2 separate regions of the Rattus norvegicus genome follow, and region 2 is linked to region 1. A link is a contact called in public Hi-C data. All regions are on one chromosome and are shown on one strand. The core of a region is the stretch at or near the end of the contact, and the rest is flanking DNA. Distances in the headings are between cores, read along the strand shown.

Evidence for each region. A called contact is a pair of places that touch in the nucleus more often than the background predicts.
Region 2: a contact with region 1 is called in a Hi-C map of the A7r5 cell line, with 11 times the contacts expected there. The contact joins two enhancer-like sites. A contact is called at or near these places in 11 of 12 Hi-C or Micro-C datasets (the A7r5 cell line, the Rat2 cell line, Schwann cells and 6 more) and 1 of 1 datasets of contacts at active chromatin or transcription factors (oligodendrocytes).

The regions. Positions count from the first base shown.
Region 1 is chr6:40,916,987-40,919,851 of GRCr8, forward strand. No RefSeq gene overlaps it. Among named protein-coding and RNA genes, the nearest start is that of Cox7cl1, 140 kb to the right of the region's middle. Within about 2 kb of position 1,370, at least 2 of the 93 cell types and tissues checked have an H3K27ac peak or open chromatin away from gene starts, as enhancers often do. A contact at or near this core is called in the A7r5 cell line and Schwann cells, where this site is marked.
Region 2 is chr6:41,719,014-41,721,878 of GRCr8, forward strand. No RefSeq gene overlaps it. Among named protein-coding and RNA genes, the nearest start is that of Ddx1, 36 kb to the right of the region's middle. Within about 2 kb of position 1,433, at least 10 of the 93 cell types and tissues checked have an H3K27ac peak or open chromatin away from gene starts, as enhancers often do. A contact at or near this core is called in the A7r5 cell line and Schwann cells, where this site is marked.

The DNA.
Region 1 (2,865 bases), core at 120-2,619:
GTTTTGCTTTTCTGATCTTTGAGTTGCATCATTACATTATTTATTTAATATAGTTTTGGATTCTTATTAAAATAATTCATATACATATGTTCTTCTTAAAATTTGTCCTAGCTGTAGCCCAAATATTCAGAAAAGTCATGTTTTCATTTTTATTTGATTCTAGAAATTGCTTCCTTTCCTCCCTGATTTTTTCAATGATGCCTTTATCATTCAAGAGTGTCTTGTACCGTACCCAAGGATTTGTGTACTTTCACTAGCTATGGATTTATAACTCTACTCTGGCACCTGACTTGGGACATTCTTTCGTTTCTTTTCCATTTGTTCAGACTTACATTGTGACCCAGAATGGCATCTATTTTGAAGATGTTTCCAGAGACAGCTAAAAAAGAATGCAATTCTGCTCTGTAGATATCCATCTCTTAGGCCTATTTGGTTTATGGTACAACTGTAAACTCTCTTCACAGCTTTTTCATTTGGAGGGCCTATCTAAAGATGAACCTTGAAGTCACTCACTATTATTGTGTCTGGACCTTCCAAACAACAGTGTGTGAATATATGAAGGATAAATAAAGAAAGCCATATTTTAAAAATATCGAGAAGTCAAAATAGTACTAAAATTGTAATAAAGGGAGAATGAGGTTGGCAAGAACAGAGTGGGGAATATAGTGTTGGAGCAGTTGCTTTCTTGATCATCAAAAACTGGAAGGTAGCGTGCACATTTTGTCAGTCAGTTGGACTTGTAGACTTTTGTCTTCCCTCTTGTTTCTGCTTGACTCCATATTGGACAAGTGTCCAATGTGGGCCAGAGCTGTAGTCACTTTAGACATTGCTCTTTGCATGCCACTGCCCTCTGCTGGCCACACTTAGTTTTGCTATCTTTACGGGCGAAGCATTTTCTTCCTTCTGGTACACAGCTGAAATGCTTGCTTGTTCTCAGAGGTATCTACCAAGGTCCTTAGAAGCATGGAAAGCTGCCACAGCACTTAAAGCTGAGCAGGCATCGACTTATAGCACTCACCCAGCTGGGAGGACACACTTTTGAGGATTTAGTTTGGGGGCTATATCGCAGTGAATCGAAGATAGCCTGAGAGATTGAGCCACCAGCTGCCCTCTGGCTCAATACTATCAAGTGCCAAAGTTATTCTCAGTGGATGGGTTCTCTCAGCCACTGAGGGCAGGGTTACCTTCTCCGGTGAACTTTACTGCCTGAGGGGACCCTGCTGTCAGCTTCACTTCACAGATGGTCAGCATCTGGCCCTCTTATTCTCCACAGCTGCCTCCCAGGTATGGCCTGGAGCTGGGCAGAATAAATCCAGCCTCCCTTACTGACGGTTATTTTCCATTCTTAGGCTCCCAAGTTTCAAACAATAGGTTCTCTCTTAAGATGATGGCTCTTGTCTTCTGAGTCATACAGAACGACCAAAATAGATCCTGTCCACTGTGACTAGTTTTATAAAGAAATTATTGTCTCACCAAAACTAGCAAGAAAAGCTGAATGTCAAGTACAAGATAGCTTCCAAGCCCCAGAGGCCAAAACAATTCATATTGTTGTCACTGCTCTCTGTCACCCATCAGAACCAGATGGTAAAACCTGATTACAAAAAAGCATTATACACTTTGGATCCAGGACAGAAAGAAACCTAGCTGGAACTGAATGGGAAGCTTCCTTTCTGATGGCTAGATCCCAGCGTTCCAGGACTTTCTATGGGGTCAGCTAGAGAAGAACAGCAGGATTTGCGGTCTCCACCTCCGAATCTGAAAAAGCTCCAGGAGTCAAGATGGCCTCCAGGAGTCGGGCTAGCTTGAAGGGAGACACAACATAGATCAGTGGAATAGAATTCAGGTTAATTTATTCTTTGACCATTTCATTCGTGCATACATGCATGTGCATACGCATGTGTGTGTGCACACACACACAGTATAATATGATACATACTGGTCACACTTTCTATCTTATCTGCTTCCCACACACTACCTCTCTTATCATCCCTCTAATACCTTCTCCCCTTCTCACTATTGAGTCCTTTTGTTTTGTTGTTTTGTTTTGTTTGTAAGTTCCACTGAGTTTAGCCAGGGCCACTAGTGCCTCATGAGCATGGGTGTGGAGCTACCCACTGGAGTATGAGTAAGTCATCAGCTACTACACAAGTACAGACAGTAGCTTCTCACTCCTCCAGCAGCCATCTATTGCCAACAGCTTCATGGTGGAGCTAACTGGACCTCCTCCATCCATGATGGAATACTTAATAGTTACAGTGTCGTGTGGAGTCTCTGCAACCTTGTGAGTGGCTTTTGTGAGTTTACGAGTTCATTGGCTGTGACAATGCCTATAATCTTAGCACTCGGGAGGCTGGGCATGATGGTGCTGAGTACAATGGAAGTGTGGTCTACACAGTGAGTTTGTGTAGACCAAACAGCAAAAAAACAAGGGGCATAAAAAAGGAAGGAACGAGGGTGGTGGTAGCATTCTCTGTTCCCACCTCTTAGACTATCAGGGCACTAGTAATTCAGTGTCAGAGAGCAATGGTGTAGTCCATGACTGTGCCTCCCCTCCTAAGCATAGATCAGATTCTCACAGCATCTCAGTGACTGTCTCCATCCCCTCATTAATGGGCCAAGGCACCTCTCTTTTATCCTGTCCGGTATGTCCTTTTCTAGCAAAGCTTGCAATGGTCTTTCCCCTGGTGTGCTTGACAGAGGAAAGAGTGGTCAAGAATTGGGACACCTGCTAGAAGCATTGACTAAGCATTTGTCCCTCTTATTTCTGCAGAATGAGGAGGTCTTATTAGTTTAATTTGAAAAGAGTCCTTAGGCTTGATACCCTCAGACCCAACCACACAGTAAATAAGCAGAGGGACTTGTGAA
Region 2 (2,865 bases), core at 183-2,682, 800 kb after region 1:
TGATGCTGCAACTTTTTAATACAGTTCCTGATGCTGTGGTGACCCCCCAACTATAAAATCATTTCGTTGCTACTTCAGAACTGTAGTGTTGCTTCTGTTACGAACTGTAATATAAATGTCTGATATGCGATCCCTTTAGTGACCCACAGGTTGAGAACCACTGCACTAGGAGCACCTTGATCCTCCTGGAATAGGTGTGTGCCAGTTTTAGGGAGTTTTGAGTTAACTTATAATGTGTAGGGGAGACAAAGAGATGAGCAGAGGTTTTCCTGGAGGGGCCCAGCAGGAAAACCTACCTTCCAGGGCTTGAGAAACTCAACATCCACGACTCTTGGGCCTCAGGCTCCTTACCTGACAAAAGGATAGCCTGGCTCTTACACGAGTCAGAATACAAAACATCTGGCTTCTAGGTGGCACTCCAGGGCTGACTTTGCACTCAAGGGGGTGGATAGGATGACTCAGGGCTCCGACACTGGGTAAGATCTTGACAGTCAAGAAGGTGGGAAGCTCTCCCAGCAGGCAGCCGAACAAGAATAAAGGCAGTCACAGTGCCATTACTAATAGCTACCCTCTCGGTGCTTAGGCTTCCTCGCCTTTAGGAGGGAAAGGTGTAGGTAACCTAGCTTCTGGGTTTTAGGACTGAACCAGAATGGGCACGTAGAATGCTGCTAAGTTCACAGTATAGACCAATAAGTGTTACCAGTTGCTTTTACATGGGGTGGGGGTGAGAAGACCAGGTGGCTGGTATGAACTGAGAGGATTTAAGGAGGAAGGTTTGGAAATAAATTGTAGAGGACTTTGAGTGCCCATCTTAGGTTGGATTTAATTAGTAGAGGCCTATCTCATTTTCTTGGGTGGGTTTGACACAGATTGATAAGCATACAACAGTAAGTGTAAGTTTAACCATGCATTCAATCGTAGAAACCAAATGGATTCCTGTCACAGATTTAAATGGCCCCAGCAGAGGATGCTCTTGAGTTGGTGACTCGGTTCTGCTTCCAGCACCTAAGCAGGTATTCACTGATAGCAGAAGCTATAACAGCTAGTGAGACGGCTCAGCACTTCAGAGCAGTTGTTGCTCTTGCAAAGGACCTGGGTTTGGTTCCAGCACTCATATGTTGGCTCATTTGTAAATCCAGTTCCAGGGGATACAACGTCATCCTGAGAGCTCCACAGGTACCAGGCTCGTAAAATATGTACATACATCAAGTAAAGTTAAAAAAAAAGGAAGGAAACTAGACGTCACTTGCTGAGAAGGGAGATTCTGAAAGATTCTCAATGTTTTGAGCGGTCAACTGAGTCCTCATGAGCTGCCATCTCAAGTGACTAAGCTCATTGTCTGTGCTGTGCAAGCCCACACATCCTGCCCTTGTCCTCACCCATACCCACCCAGAGGCAGGCAAGTCCACTAGGGCCATTCCACAAATTTCTAGCATGCTCTCAAGGGGCAGTGGCGTAGTTCCTAGGATCAGCTGTGAAGGAGGCAGGAGGCCGGTGGGTGTCAGCAATTAGTTATCGTGATGCCCACACCCTTCATTCAGAGCTGGCCTTTCAGAGACTAGCTGAATCAAAGGAAATGACTGAGAAAAAGCACTCCAAGTTCTGGAGATGTTAATGAGCGCAGCAATTAGCATAAGCAGGATCCTGACACGTATGGAAATTCTTTATACAGAGAAGTCTCCAATGGTGGGTGGGCCCAAGAGAAGGCTGGGGTGGTGGTCCACCCTACTGTGACAGGAGGAACCACCCAGGCACTAACCATGTGGGGCCAATTTGTTGAGGAAAAAAAAATCCCAATTCACACTTCTTGGCCTTCAAGATCTAGGTTTAAAAAAAAAAAAAAAAAAGACCACAGCCTCTGACAAATGTAATGAGGAAATAATTCCTTGGAATCTGTGAATTTGCTTAGATGGGAAAGAGGCAAGTCAGGTAATCCTTAAGTGACCCCAAGTGGTAAAAATACACCAGCACATGTGTTCAGGCCTCTGTGGGTATTCATGGCGTGACACTAGCACCACCTAGTGTACTCGGCTGGAAACGAGCCACAGACCCACAGACCTGACCCTGGTTGTCTCCACTATCATGTCTGTCTTACTCGGCAGGGCTTTCCCGGTGCTGAGTTGTGAGTCAATAGCAGTGGGGAAATGAGTAACAATTTATGGATGGACATACATTACAAGATTTGTTATTACAGCCTACAGCACTAATACCAATATTTTAAGTAAATAGTATGTAATGATACGGATATGATCCAATTTCTCCAAATTGCCTGGCTTTTAAGTGCCAAACAAAATATCTCAAACTGTAGTCTGAGACTGTAAGGCGGTTCTCGCTCAATCACATCTAAGAGTTCTTTAGCAAGCTCTTGTAAATCTGACTGTGGCTAAGCGTGCCATTTCATGAACTTTAAATGGCTTCTACAGAGCTTTGTTGCTTGCCCCCTTTGCAATAATTCCCTCCCAGTACAGGACTCGAGCTGGTTCCTTCCACTCCAGCACCACTTTGGCTAAACACAGAATTTTCCCTTTTATACCCAGTCATACTTTAAGTAGCTAACATTTGAGAGGATCCAGGAAGTCACAATATCCATGGAGTCCATCAGTCATGATGGATATCCTACTCCAATCACTTTCCTTTTCTAATCAGTTGTCTATCCCAGATTCTCTTCTACAAAACCCTGAAAACACACGCACGCACGCACGCACGCACGCACGCACGCACGCACAGGCACACGTACACACATGCATGCATAGAGGATAAATCAGGCTCCACTTTAAGCAGATTGCTAACATCACCTGGGACACCCAAGGCCTATTCCTCCCAGAGCAGTCAAAGCAGAGTTCCTGGATTCGGGGTACAGACCCT